Linked DNA regions of Sus scrofa: region 2 is linked to region 1. The links are chromatin contacts, called in public Hi-C maps. All regions are on one chromosome and are shown on one strand. Each heading gives the region's core, a stretch centred on a gene start, on an enhancer-like site or on the middle of the called end of the contact. The rest is flanking DNA. Distances are from core to core; before and after follow the strand shown. Region 1 holds the start of RAB28 (RAB28, member RAS oncogene family). Region 2 holds the start of NKX3-2 (homeobox protein Nkx-3.2).

What was found. Hi-C and Micro-C count contacts between places; a contact is called where the count stands out from the background.
Region 2: a Hi-C map of embryonic fibroblasts shows a contact between it and region 1, with 4 times the contacts expected there. The contact joins the promoter of NKX3-2 here to the promoter of RAB28 in region 1. A contact is called at or near these places in 1 of 5 promoter capture datasets (liver), 7 of 47 Hi-C or Micro-C datasets (embryonic fibroblasts, fetal heart ventricle, heart right ventricle and 2 more) and 1 of 2 datasets of contacts at active chromatin or transcription factors (alveolar macrophages).

Annotation. Positions count from the first base shown.
Region 1 is chr8:9,122,910-9,128,525 of Sscrofa11.1, reverse strand. RAB28 (RAB28, member RAS oncogene family) reads left to right here and starts at 3,498. Exons shown (of 7, transcript NM_001123175.1): 1 at 3,498-3,572. The coding sequence starts at 3,498.
Region 2 is chr8:9,179,757-9,185,372 of Sscrofa11.1, reverse strand. It overlaps NKX3-2 (homeobox protein Nkx-3.2), which reads left to right and starts at 2,033. Exons shown (of 2, transcript XM_003356860.4): 1 at 2,033-3,145; 2 at 4,593-5,616. The coding sequence starts at 2,680. The coding sequence ends at 5,140.

The DNA.
Region 1 (5,616 bases), core at 2,249-4,748:
TGAGCCACAGTGGAACTCCCTGAAGATCTTCTTTTAGAATAGGGAAGTTGTTTTATCCCAAAAGTCACACCCAATACCATTAGTTGGAAAGTTTAGTGAGAGACTTCAGCTCATCTCAGCAAGAACATTCTAATAATCAGGCCTATATGTCCATGGTCCAAGTTGCTTTATGAGAGGATGAACTCCTTGAACAGGATGTAGTCCAACAACATTTGCTTTATCACCTGTTAGGGATACTCGAAAATATATTTTAAAATTTAGGTGTGAAAATGGTTTTACAGATAGTAGAGAGAGGTTTATCTCGTGTAACACTTTTACTTCTATCTAAAGGAGCTCAATTTTTAAAAAATTTCTAGAGTTCTTCCGTGAGCATTTTGTTAATTTATTTGTTGTAAGACCACTGAAAAAGATTCCCTTAGTTTATGACCCTTTCATGGGCATTTTACAGAGGCGCCACAGAGACATTTTTCTTTTCTGTGGATCAACTCTATTTCTCTTTAGAATGGTAAAGCACCACAGTGAAGCTTCGGATTGTCTTCTACACAAAAGGAATACATACATATTTAATTTATATATATGGCTCCAAGTTTTCAAATCTAATTTCCAACCTAGATCTTGCCTTAAGTGTGTAAAATATGTTCACTTAAAGAATGCAGCTGGGAGTTCACACTGTGGCACAGTGGATTAAGAATCTGACTGCAGCAGCTCAGGTTGCTGTGGAGGCACAGATTACATCTTTGGCCCAATGCAGTGGGTTAAAAGATCTGGCATTGCCACAGCTGAAGTGTAGGTGATAGCTGTGGCTCAGATTTGATCCCTTGCCCAGGAACTTCTTTCTGCTTCGGGTGCAACCATAAAAAACAAAAACGAGAACAAAAACAAAAACAACACAATTGGCATTTTAATTTCATGTAGCAATACTGTCTCAGGGATGAATCTGTATCCACGTAAATGGATGAATCTGTCTCTCCATCAGAGGGGTTGTCTAGGAAATTGGTGATTAGAAAATGCAAAGCTTTCTTCTGGATTTCCCTTCGTATGAAACGACACATGAAAATCAGTCCTAGGGCCTTATCTAACTCTAGCTTTTAGCCAAAGTATTTGTATCAGTTGGGATGTTTTTGTCTCCAAGTGATGGAACACATCGCTAAAGTACCTGAGGACTATCTCCCATGACCAGAAGCCAGTACAGTGCGGTGCAGAAGGCTGTAGCAGGTGCAAGCATCATGTTCTCACCCAAATGACAGCAAAGGAAGGGAGGGAGAGATCTTTCTTTCTGCATCTCTCCTTTTTATTTTCTTCTCCCTTTAAATCAGAGGGGAAAATCTTTCCCAGATGTCTCCCAAAGGAGGAATCCTCTTCTGTCTCATTGGTCAGACTAGGTCACATTACCGTCTCTGTGAAGGAAAAGTGGAAAAGCCAACTGCTGCCAGGTTAACTGCCTTCTTGGACAAGAAGGGGTTAAATCTGTCTTCATTAGAAGCAGATTCCTCAGATTAACATGAACAAATAACTTTGCAAAGTTTTTCACATATCTTTTTCTTCTAATTCTCATTAACATATCCAGTGATGTGGAAAGTCCTTGGTATTGGTGGTGGGGACTAGGGTAAGAACTGGATCTGACAGCACCTGGGGAGTGACTACTTGGATAGCCTTATCTACAGATGAAGGGATGGAGGTTCTACACAGGAATCCTGTTTAAGGTAGCATGTGTAGAAAGCAGTGATGCTCCAATATGGACCAGGTCTAATGAGGAAGGTGAGGGTGATAATTATACTGGTTAGTACTGAGTGCTTATTATATGGCAGGTATTATGTTATGTTACACTGCAGTGATTACTTCATTTATTCACAACCCTATGAAGGAGGTAGTGCTTCTATTTTATAGATAAGGCCATTGTGACTCCAGGTCACACATCTGGCAAGGGCAGGTCTGTGATTAGAATTTCAGTGCTGCTGCTAGGGATGGGTACCTCTTTACACCGTACTGCTGTCTCATTTGAATTCCCCTATCCTTTCCAGGACTACTGCCCTTGAGACAAGCTTTTGGTGACTTAAGAGTCCTCATCTGTAAAGTGAGATAATTTTACCTATTTTATGGGGTTTCCATGAGGACCGAACGTGATAATCCCTGTAAAGTAACTCACGAGGAGACAAACATAGTAGGTGGATTATTGCAGAATTTATACCACTATACTGAAATTTTCACTTACGTCTTTGACCTACCCTACAAGACTGAAATCATCCGTCTGAAACAGCAGTTTCCAAACGTTTGGGGCTCACAACCTCCTGTTACACTCTTATTATGGATCCCAAAGAGCTTTCGCTTACGTAAATTACAGCTATCATTACTGTATTGAAATGAATCCTGAGAAGGATTTGAATGAGAAAGACAAGCACAGGCTTGCTTCCTTAGTTGTCAGAGTGGTTATGTCATATACATCATGAATCCTCTGGAAAACTTCTATGTATATTTGTGAGAGCATGAACGCGAAAAAAGCAAAAGCAAAAAAAAAAAAAAAAGTTGTTTGAATTAATCAGGAGAATAGTTTCGACTTTATTAGACATTCAGGGTTCCCCAGACCCCATTTTGAGAACTGCTGTTCTAGCTTATGACTTTCGTGTAAGAACCATCGGATTCCATGGTTTGTACGAAGAAATCTAGGGTTTCAGAGGCGAAGAGAAGGCAGCATCAAAGCTATATTCCACTCCCGGCAACTACCGCAGCCTCGCCGCCGCCCAGCAGCGACGTCCTCAGCAACCGCCCTCTCTTCGGCCGCGCAACCTCTCTTCCTGGGGTGTGACCCCCAGCGCTCGCACGGCTCCAGAGACCCCACCACTGCGCGCTCCGCCGGGCAACCGGCGTCCTGTGCGCCTGAGACCGGCCCCGGGCCCCGCCCCTCCGCCTCTCCTCCGGCTCTGGCTTCCCTGGCAACCGCGGCGCGCAGCCCGGGCGTCACACCCCCCTCCCGCCCCTTCGGGCTAAACCATTCGCATCAGGGACCTTCACGGGGGGGTGGGGAGATGTAAACGAGAGAAATTCATAGAACATCTGTGCAAAGCTCTGCTTCCATTTTTCTACCCAAGTTTAATGATACACATGCTTTTTTTAAATTCCGCCAACTAAGCCTGCGAGGGTGGCGCCCCGTCCCGCCTGCGGCGTTCGAACGCCCCCTCCTCGCAGGCCGGCGGATGGTCCGGCGCGCCTAGGAGGCTCACAGTGGGCGCGGGTTAGCGCAGGGGCGGGGGGCGAGCGCCCGACGTAACGCGCAGGGGACGGGGCCGCGCGCAGGGGGAGGGGAGGCGGGCAAGATGGCGCCCGGCGAGTGACTCTCCCAGGAAAGCTCCAGCGCCCGCGGAGACGCCGGGGCGGGGGGGACCCTGCCCTCCGCTGCCGCCCTTCCTCCTCTCCCCCGCCCCCGGAGACCCCCTCCCTTCCTGCACTCCTTCGGCGGGAGTGGGAGAGGGAGGGGAGGCGGGCCTGGTTCCTGGGACACCATGTCGGACTCCGAGGAGGAGAGCCAGGACCGGCAACTGAAAATCGTCGTGCTGGGGGACGGCACCTCCGGGAAGGTCAGTCCTCGAGTGGGCCCTCCGTGCCAGGCCTGCGGGAACCCCGGCGCGGCCCCAGCCTCCTCCCCGCCTCCCGGCGTCGTCCTGTATCCCCGAGCCCTGGGGCTCGTGGGCTGGGATCCGCCAGGTCGTGGCCTGGGGCCAGACGCGAATTAGGCGCTCGGTGAAGTCCGACGAGAGCTATCCAGCTCTCTCTATTATTCCTATTATTATTTTCACAAAGGTCACTTCCTAACTCTCTGCCCGGATCCCGAACTCCTGTTTCTTCAAGACACGAGCCAGCATCGTCTGCCTGGGACGCTTTCCAGCCTCTCGCCTCTGAGGACTGGCAGGGGTCCGCCAAAGCGGCTCACCTCTTTTTCTTTGGTTCACGTCACTCTGCTCCTTTCCCCCCGTTTACCGTTTCTGATGCCTCCACTGCACTGGGAGGTCCCAAGAGCCTGACTCTGCGTCTGCTTCCCTGGCTGAGAGAATTGGGGTTCCAGCACTCACTGGTCGGGTCCTTGGAGGGCTAATTGCTATCCTATTTGTGCTTCGTCTGTAAGATGGGTGTGTTGATAAAGGTCGCCTTGAAGGGTGAAGTGTGCAGATCTCCATTAAATGCGAAAGTCCACATAAAGCTTTCCGCACATGGTGTGCACTCAGTAAACGTGAGTTCCTGTTTTAGAGCATCATACCTGTTCATCTCTGTTACCAGCACAGCACCTGTCAACACAAGCATTCATTCAGCAAAAGTCTGTTAAGCTCCTATTCTGGGCCGGATGCTGAGGGCGGAGCTGCCAGCCTGAGGAGGGGATCCTTGACTTAAAGTCTGTCCTTTGGTGACAGTTGGTTGAGCGAATGAGACTGAGTGTATGAATATCTGGTAGGCAGTCCCCTTACATTATAGGCAAGGTTTTTAACCCAGGATTGTGGAGCTCCTGAAATGGACTGAACATTGCGTTTGCTTTTTGGAGAGGGTCCATAAGGTCTTAAAGCGGTTTATGATCCATTCTCCAAATAAGGTGAAAAGCCTCTGCCCTGGGAACCTTCACACCTGTTGCTTGTATTAGTAGCGTCAACACTGTTCCTGGGAATATTGCTAAAGTTTATCTTCTTTCTTCTCCCAATCCCTTTTCCCAACAAGAATCTTCGGAAAGGCAGGGTTTCCGTTTTCACCTTCATGTTTCCGTGTTACGGGTGTAGTTTGGACCCGGGTGTCTGTGGTGAGGACTGCTTGCTGCATTTTCCTTGGCAGTTGTCACTGCACAGCTGTTCCTGTCCTTCCCTCAGATTTGCGTTGCTAGGGCCCCGAGAAACGTGTCATTCATATGTAAAATTTGGAGAACTCTTGTTAATTTCACTCTGGCCATTCTTGGTATTTGTTATTGATTTTTATTGTTGAGGAAAAACAACTTAATATGTTCTGATTACTTTTAAACATTTTGAGGAAGGAAGGAATTTAAGTCGCTTTTTAAATGAAGTATTTTTTGTACATTTACAACAGTATTTTGAATGGATGAATTGTTTTAAATAAATCAGCATTGTTTCTAACATCCTTATTAAGAAAAAACTTTAAGTGATATTTTTATAGTTTTCTCATTTGTACTTTCTTTTGAATGACTTCTAATTTTTCATTTTCCAAATATTTTTATGGTTAACTATAACTGAAGTTATTTCCTGTTTAAATTATAGTGACTATCTATAACACTAATACACTTGTATGAAGACACAGAAATGTCCATTATCCTACATTCTATCGTAATTCTTTTTTTATCCCAATATTCATCCATTATCATTCATGCATTTCTCTTTTGAAATTTGTTCACAATTTCCTATCTAGGTTTTTCATCTGGCCTTTCACACTTTTTCCCTTTGTTGCTAATTTAGTGTGATAATTAGGGTTTTTCCTCTCTGTCTAAAATTCTATCTAGTGTAGGACAAAGCATTTTTTTTCCAATTTGTATTGTCGAATTAGGGCTATCGCACTTCAAAGGATAACAGTGATACTCTTTATGGTGTTCTGATTTAGTCTTTGTCATCTTATCTATTTTAAAATGTAAAG
Region 2 (5,616 bases), core at 784-3,283, 58 kb before region 1:
CTTCCCCAGACCTCCGCCGCAGTTGCCCGAAATGACACGCACCCCCCTCGCTGGGCGCCTCCTGAAGACTCGGAATGCGGCCACTTTCTTACTCGTCCCGGGCAAACACACAAAACCAGACAACTCGCAATCACCGAACCGCATCCTTCTAAGCTTTGAAACTCTCTGCCTAAGCCTGTGGCAAGGGGTATATTCTACTTTGATTTGGGGTTCTTTAAAAAATGAGGGGGGTGGCTAAGTGGTGGTTGTACTTTTAAGGAAGCTTTGCATAGCCCCCCAAGCTTACTCTAATATTGGGTCATCCAACCCTCAAACATCTCTCTGCATGTCTGTGTGTCTGAACTCATCCTATGCTTGTCCACACCAAGTCCTAACCCTACAAAAGGATGACTGTCTTGAACACACACTTCACACCTGTCCCTTTCTCAGCTGGGTGATCTGTGTGGATCCGTGTCCTTCTCAACTCGCCCCCAGCAAGTAACAACCAATTGTCCTGGGTGATGGGAGAGGAGGTAACAAAGAATAATTGAAGGCTGGCAGAAGGACGGAAAGACAGCTTTCCTTGGAAACCTCCTTAAGCATTCTGTTCTGTTCTCCCTCTGGGTCTGAAGAGCATGTCTTTGCTTATACCTGCAGTTCACTAACACAAAATTTAAACACCTTTTCCTGAAAACTGAAGTAGTGGTAAAGAGCTATAAGAGGGCAAGGGTGGGTTTTTTCCCTACGTACTCTACTGGAGCTGCGCTGTAGTGTATTTGAGATGCAAAAGAGCATCACGTGGCTGAAATGCTGGAAAGTATAGATGTTGCAAACCCTACCTGCCTCCACTGATCCTGATCCTATGACTTACATGTGTATTTCATCCTTCAGTGCAGAATAAGAGACACCAAAAAGAAAACTACAAGGGTGAATATTATTTGTTTTAGTGGCACCAAAAAACACCAATCCCAGGAATTTATTAAATTAAAATCACAGTTCTTTAAATTTATTTAATAATTCAAATTGTGTGTTTGACTTTAACTTAAACCTCTGGTAAAAATTTACGGGAGACGGTCAATTATGGTACTTGAGCAAAAATTCTAATTTAAAAATAAATAATATAAAAAAGTAACAAGTATTTGGATATACTCACAACATTTGTGGGTTTTTCTGCTTGGCTGCTGCTCTGTAAAACAATGCATTGCTCATTTTTAAAAAGGGCATTAATTAATATTGCAGTTTAGGACCTTTATTATAGTAATTCCCAGATAATCTTTTAAACAAACATACCTTTTTCTAATTTTAGTCAATTCACATGTAACCGAATATTTAAACAACAAATAAAAAGTTTTGATTTTCTTCCTCGTGTAAAATTTAGCAAACTCCAAGTATATTCAATATTGACTACCCAGAGAAATGACAGCGCAATTTCCAGAAACTCTCCCAAAGATACCTTCCAATGTCTCGCCTGATTTTAGTTGTATTTGTACCATTTTTTCTTTTTAATTCCTCTATAGAAATTGAATCAAATAAAATTCGGTGAGGAAAGGAAACTATTTCTAAGGTGGTTTTAATTTACTGATTATTTCAGAGAAAAAGAATTAGCAGTGAGGAGAGAGTGAAACTGTCAGGGGAAAAGAAACATTTTGTTCTTCAAACCTATAAATCTTCCTAGAGAACAGAAACTACGCGGGCGATTTATAGAACAGCATTATCTTGGGTTTCCCTCCCAGATCTGACTCAACTAAATAGCCTGTTCCATGAAAGTGCTAGATCAGGTGGGTATGTCTATAGAGGTAAGAAACGCGGTTTCTCAGACAGCGAATCTAGGTGGACGAGCCTCTCGATTGCTGGAGGAGGCTTCGAGCACCAGGCTTGGGAGGAAAGGGGTTAAGGCAGACCCTGACTTTCTCCGCGCAACGTGCCCAGTTTTGTCTGTTCAAGTCAACGTCGCCCAGCAGGAGCCAACCAATGGGCGGCCGAGAGAGTCCGGTACCGCCCAGTGAAGGGGCGTGGCCTGAGGCTGTCACTCAGCAGTGAGGAATGACACCCGGGCGGGAGGGGGTGGGGTACGGTGGAACTCTGGGGAAGGAAAGAGAGAAGAAACAGATAAAACCAGGACAGGGGGTAAAAAGGTGCCCCGTGTCTCTTGGAATTCAACGGCCGCCGTCGCCCCCACCGCAGCCACAGCCACCAGGGGTGGGCTCCGGAAGAGCCAGCCCAACAGGGAAAGGAGACGACGATCCAGGAGTGAAATCGTGCAGACAGGGAAGAGGCAGAGGCGCAAAGAAAAAGTGACTCGGGCCGTGCGCCCCAGAGGCGCTCAGGAGGGGATTGCAGCCGCAGAGGGGCCTCGCCGATCCTCCCCCCACGTCCTCCGAGGGGCAGACCCCGGCCCGCCCCTAAGGGCGCGAGGCGATGAGATAATCCAGCTGAGCTACGAAAGGAGAGCGTCTGGAGCTGGATTGGGGGGGAGGGGGGTCTCCGGGTGGGGTGGGCCTCGGAAGTGGGGGTGAGGGTCGGCGCTGATCCCGGCCGGGCCAGAGGGGGGCGGAGGCTGCTGGGCAGCGCAGGAGTGGGCTGCAGGGGCCTCGCGCGCGGGGCTCACTCGCGCAGCGGCGGCCCGCGCGCTCCATCCAGCTCGGTGCTGCCGCGAGCCCCAGCCGCCTGCCTGGCTGGCCGCTCCGGCCCGCGGCGCAAATGGCTGTGCGCGGCGCCAACACCTTGACGCCCTTCTCCATCCAGGCGATCCTCAACAAGAAAGAGGAGCGCGGCGTTCTGCCCGCGCCGGAGGGGCGCCCCGTACCCGGGGGCACAGCGGTGGCAGTGGCTTCGGCGCCCGCTGTCTGTTGCTGGCGGCTCTTTGGGGAAACAGACGCGGGCGCTCTGGGGGGCGCCGAGGACTCTCTGCTGGCGTCGCCTGCCAGGACCAGAACGGCTGCGGGGCGGACCGCGGAGAGCCCGGGAGGCTGGGACTCGGACTCGGCGCTGAGCGAAGAGAACGAGGGCGGGCGACGCTGCAAGGACGCGCCGGGGGCCAGCGGGGCCTGCCGTGCAGGAGGGACCCTGGGCCTCGGCCAGACGGTCTGCGAGCTGCCCGCCGCCAAGGACCTGGACGAGGAAGCCGCGGGCCGGAGCGACAGCGAGATGTCGGCTAGCGTCTCAGGTCGGCTGAGGCTTCACCGGGAAGGGGGCTGGGCTGAGGGCTTGGGAAAGGAGGGCAGCCACGCCGAGTAGGGTGGGCCGCCGTAAGCACCCTGCGCCCTGGGGCCCCAAAGTGTCCAAGACCTAAGTTCTGCATGCCGGCGCCGGCTGCCCTTAAAACCCGCCGCTTCCGAAACTGAGCCCGAGAGAGGACCAAGCAGCTTCTCAGAGTCCTGCGAACTGAGACAGGATGTTTTAGAACTGGGCACTGCACCCTGGCTTTGAGTCCATTGTTAGTGCCTTCAGCTTAGTCTGTCCCCAGATCTCCAAAATCAATGAAAGGGAAGAGCCAGGGAGCCCAGACATCTCGGGTGGCCAGTGCCCTGGCCCTGGCCCAGAGATCAGAGGTGTTCCCAGCTGGAAATCCCAGAGCCAGGCCCCACTGCTCAGAGATAGGTAGGAGGGTATCTAAGCAGGCCCAAGGCCAACCGAGCCAGAGCTTTGGGAGAAGGGTTTATTTAGCTTCCCAGACCCCACGGCCGAGAGAGCTGCGCTGGGCTGAGGACCCGAGAGCTGAAGGTAAACCTTGCAGCCAGCTGCTGGTAGAGGGGCTTGATTTAGGTCATCCCATACTCAGCGGGGAGAGGCATCTCCTCAGCCACGAGCAGGCACAGTCACTTGGTCAGAAAAACCTCAGACCTTCGAGCCTGCCCCTCCGTTGGACAGTGCTGTAGGCCTCGTGCTGGCCCCAAACAACTAGTATCTGCTGCAGGCTAGAGTGCTGGACCTCTCTGCTAGGGCGCTGCGGGGACAGCGGGAAAGACGCCAAGGAGCTGGCGTCAGATTAGGGTCCAAGCAGACACCCCCCTTCACCCCCAATTCCCAGCTCTCTTTTCATTGCTTTTCGAAGAGAGAGGGAGAAGCCTATTGCCACAGCCCCCTCCTCACAGTTTCAGGTGGGTGGGGCCGTAAGCCTCTGACTGCTTGTCTCCAGGATCTGTCTCCCCATTTTCCCTTTAGGAGCAGCTAACGCGAGTGTGCTGTGGTGACGAGTGTGTGCGAGCGGGTGTGGGGAGGTGGGTGAACCCAGGAAGGGATTCTGAAAGGCCATCTAGAACCTCAGGTCTCAGCGCTGAGAGCGGAGAAGGCTTGCAAGGATGCTCAGGCCCCAAAACCCACGTTGCTGAAGGGAGCCTGAGCCCAGAGAGGGCAGGGAGCTGGATCTTGGCAGCACAGCGTTGATAGAGCGCCTGAGTCCTTTGCCCACTCATAACAAGACAAGATACAAGAAACGAGTGGAACAGGGCTCTAAGACTCGTCTCCCGGACCCGCGGCTTCCAGGCTCTTCCTATCACTCGGGTGGGATCAAAGAGTATTTCCGCCCCCCACACCCATTCCGCGGTTGAGGACGGACCTCATTCCTCTGCAGCGCTGACAGTCTCTTGTTTCTGTTCCCACCGGGTCCGCAGGCGACCGCAGCCCGAGGGCCGAGGACGACGGTGTTGGCACCGGTGGCGCACGCGTGCCCACCTTGTGCGGAGGCGGCGGCGGCGGCGGTGGCGGCGGCGGCGGCGGCGGGCCGGCGGGCGGCGCGGAGGAGGAGGAGGAGCCCGCGGCTCCCAAGCCGCGCAAGAAGCGCTCCCGCGCCGCCTTCTCCCATGCGCAGGTCTTCGAGCTGGAGCGCCGTTTCAACCACCAGCGCTACCTGTCCGGGCCCGAGCGTGCAGACCTGGCCGCGTCGCTGAAACTCACTGAGACGCAGGTGAAGATCTGGTTCCAGAACCGTCGCTACAAGACCAAGCGCCGGCAGATGGCCGCCGATCTGCTGGCCTCGGCACCTGCCGCCAAGAAGGTGGCGGTGAAGGTGCTGGTGCGCGACGACCAGAGACAGTACTTGCCCGGGGAGGTGCTGCGACCACCCTCGCTGCTGCCACTGCAGCCCTCCTACTATTACCCTTATTACTGCCTCCCGGGCTGGGCGCTCTCCACTTGCGCGGCGGCCGCGGGCACCCAGTGAGCCGGCCTGGAGTGAGGCGGCGAAGGATCCTTGGGCCCCAGCTCCGGACCGGCGCTGATGGCTATGCAGATTGTGCCCTCTGCAGGGACGTCCTGCCGAGGGGGCAGGTGAAGGATAATATACAGCTCTAATTCTGCTTTCCAGGATGCGCGCTCTGGCCTCGGGACCGGGTCTACCCAGAGGGGGGCGCCTTTCTCTAACTTGAGCAGTGGCATCTAGGGGCCCTGTTCCCCCCACCCCTCACCTTCCCGGAAGCCTTTGGACGTTATTTATTACCACCACAATGCTGGATTTGGATTGTGTCTGCCCGGGGATGGCGTTTCCCCAGAGCAGAGAGAACTCCTGGAGACCACAAAAGCCTGAATCCCAGAATTTCAGGCCTGCCGGGAGCTTCGTGCGCTAGGCCACACTAGTTCATGGTATCCATGCTACCAATCTATGTGTATCTACATATCTATTATTTTTGGAAGTTGCAT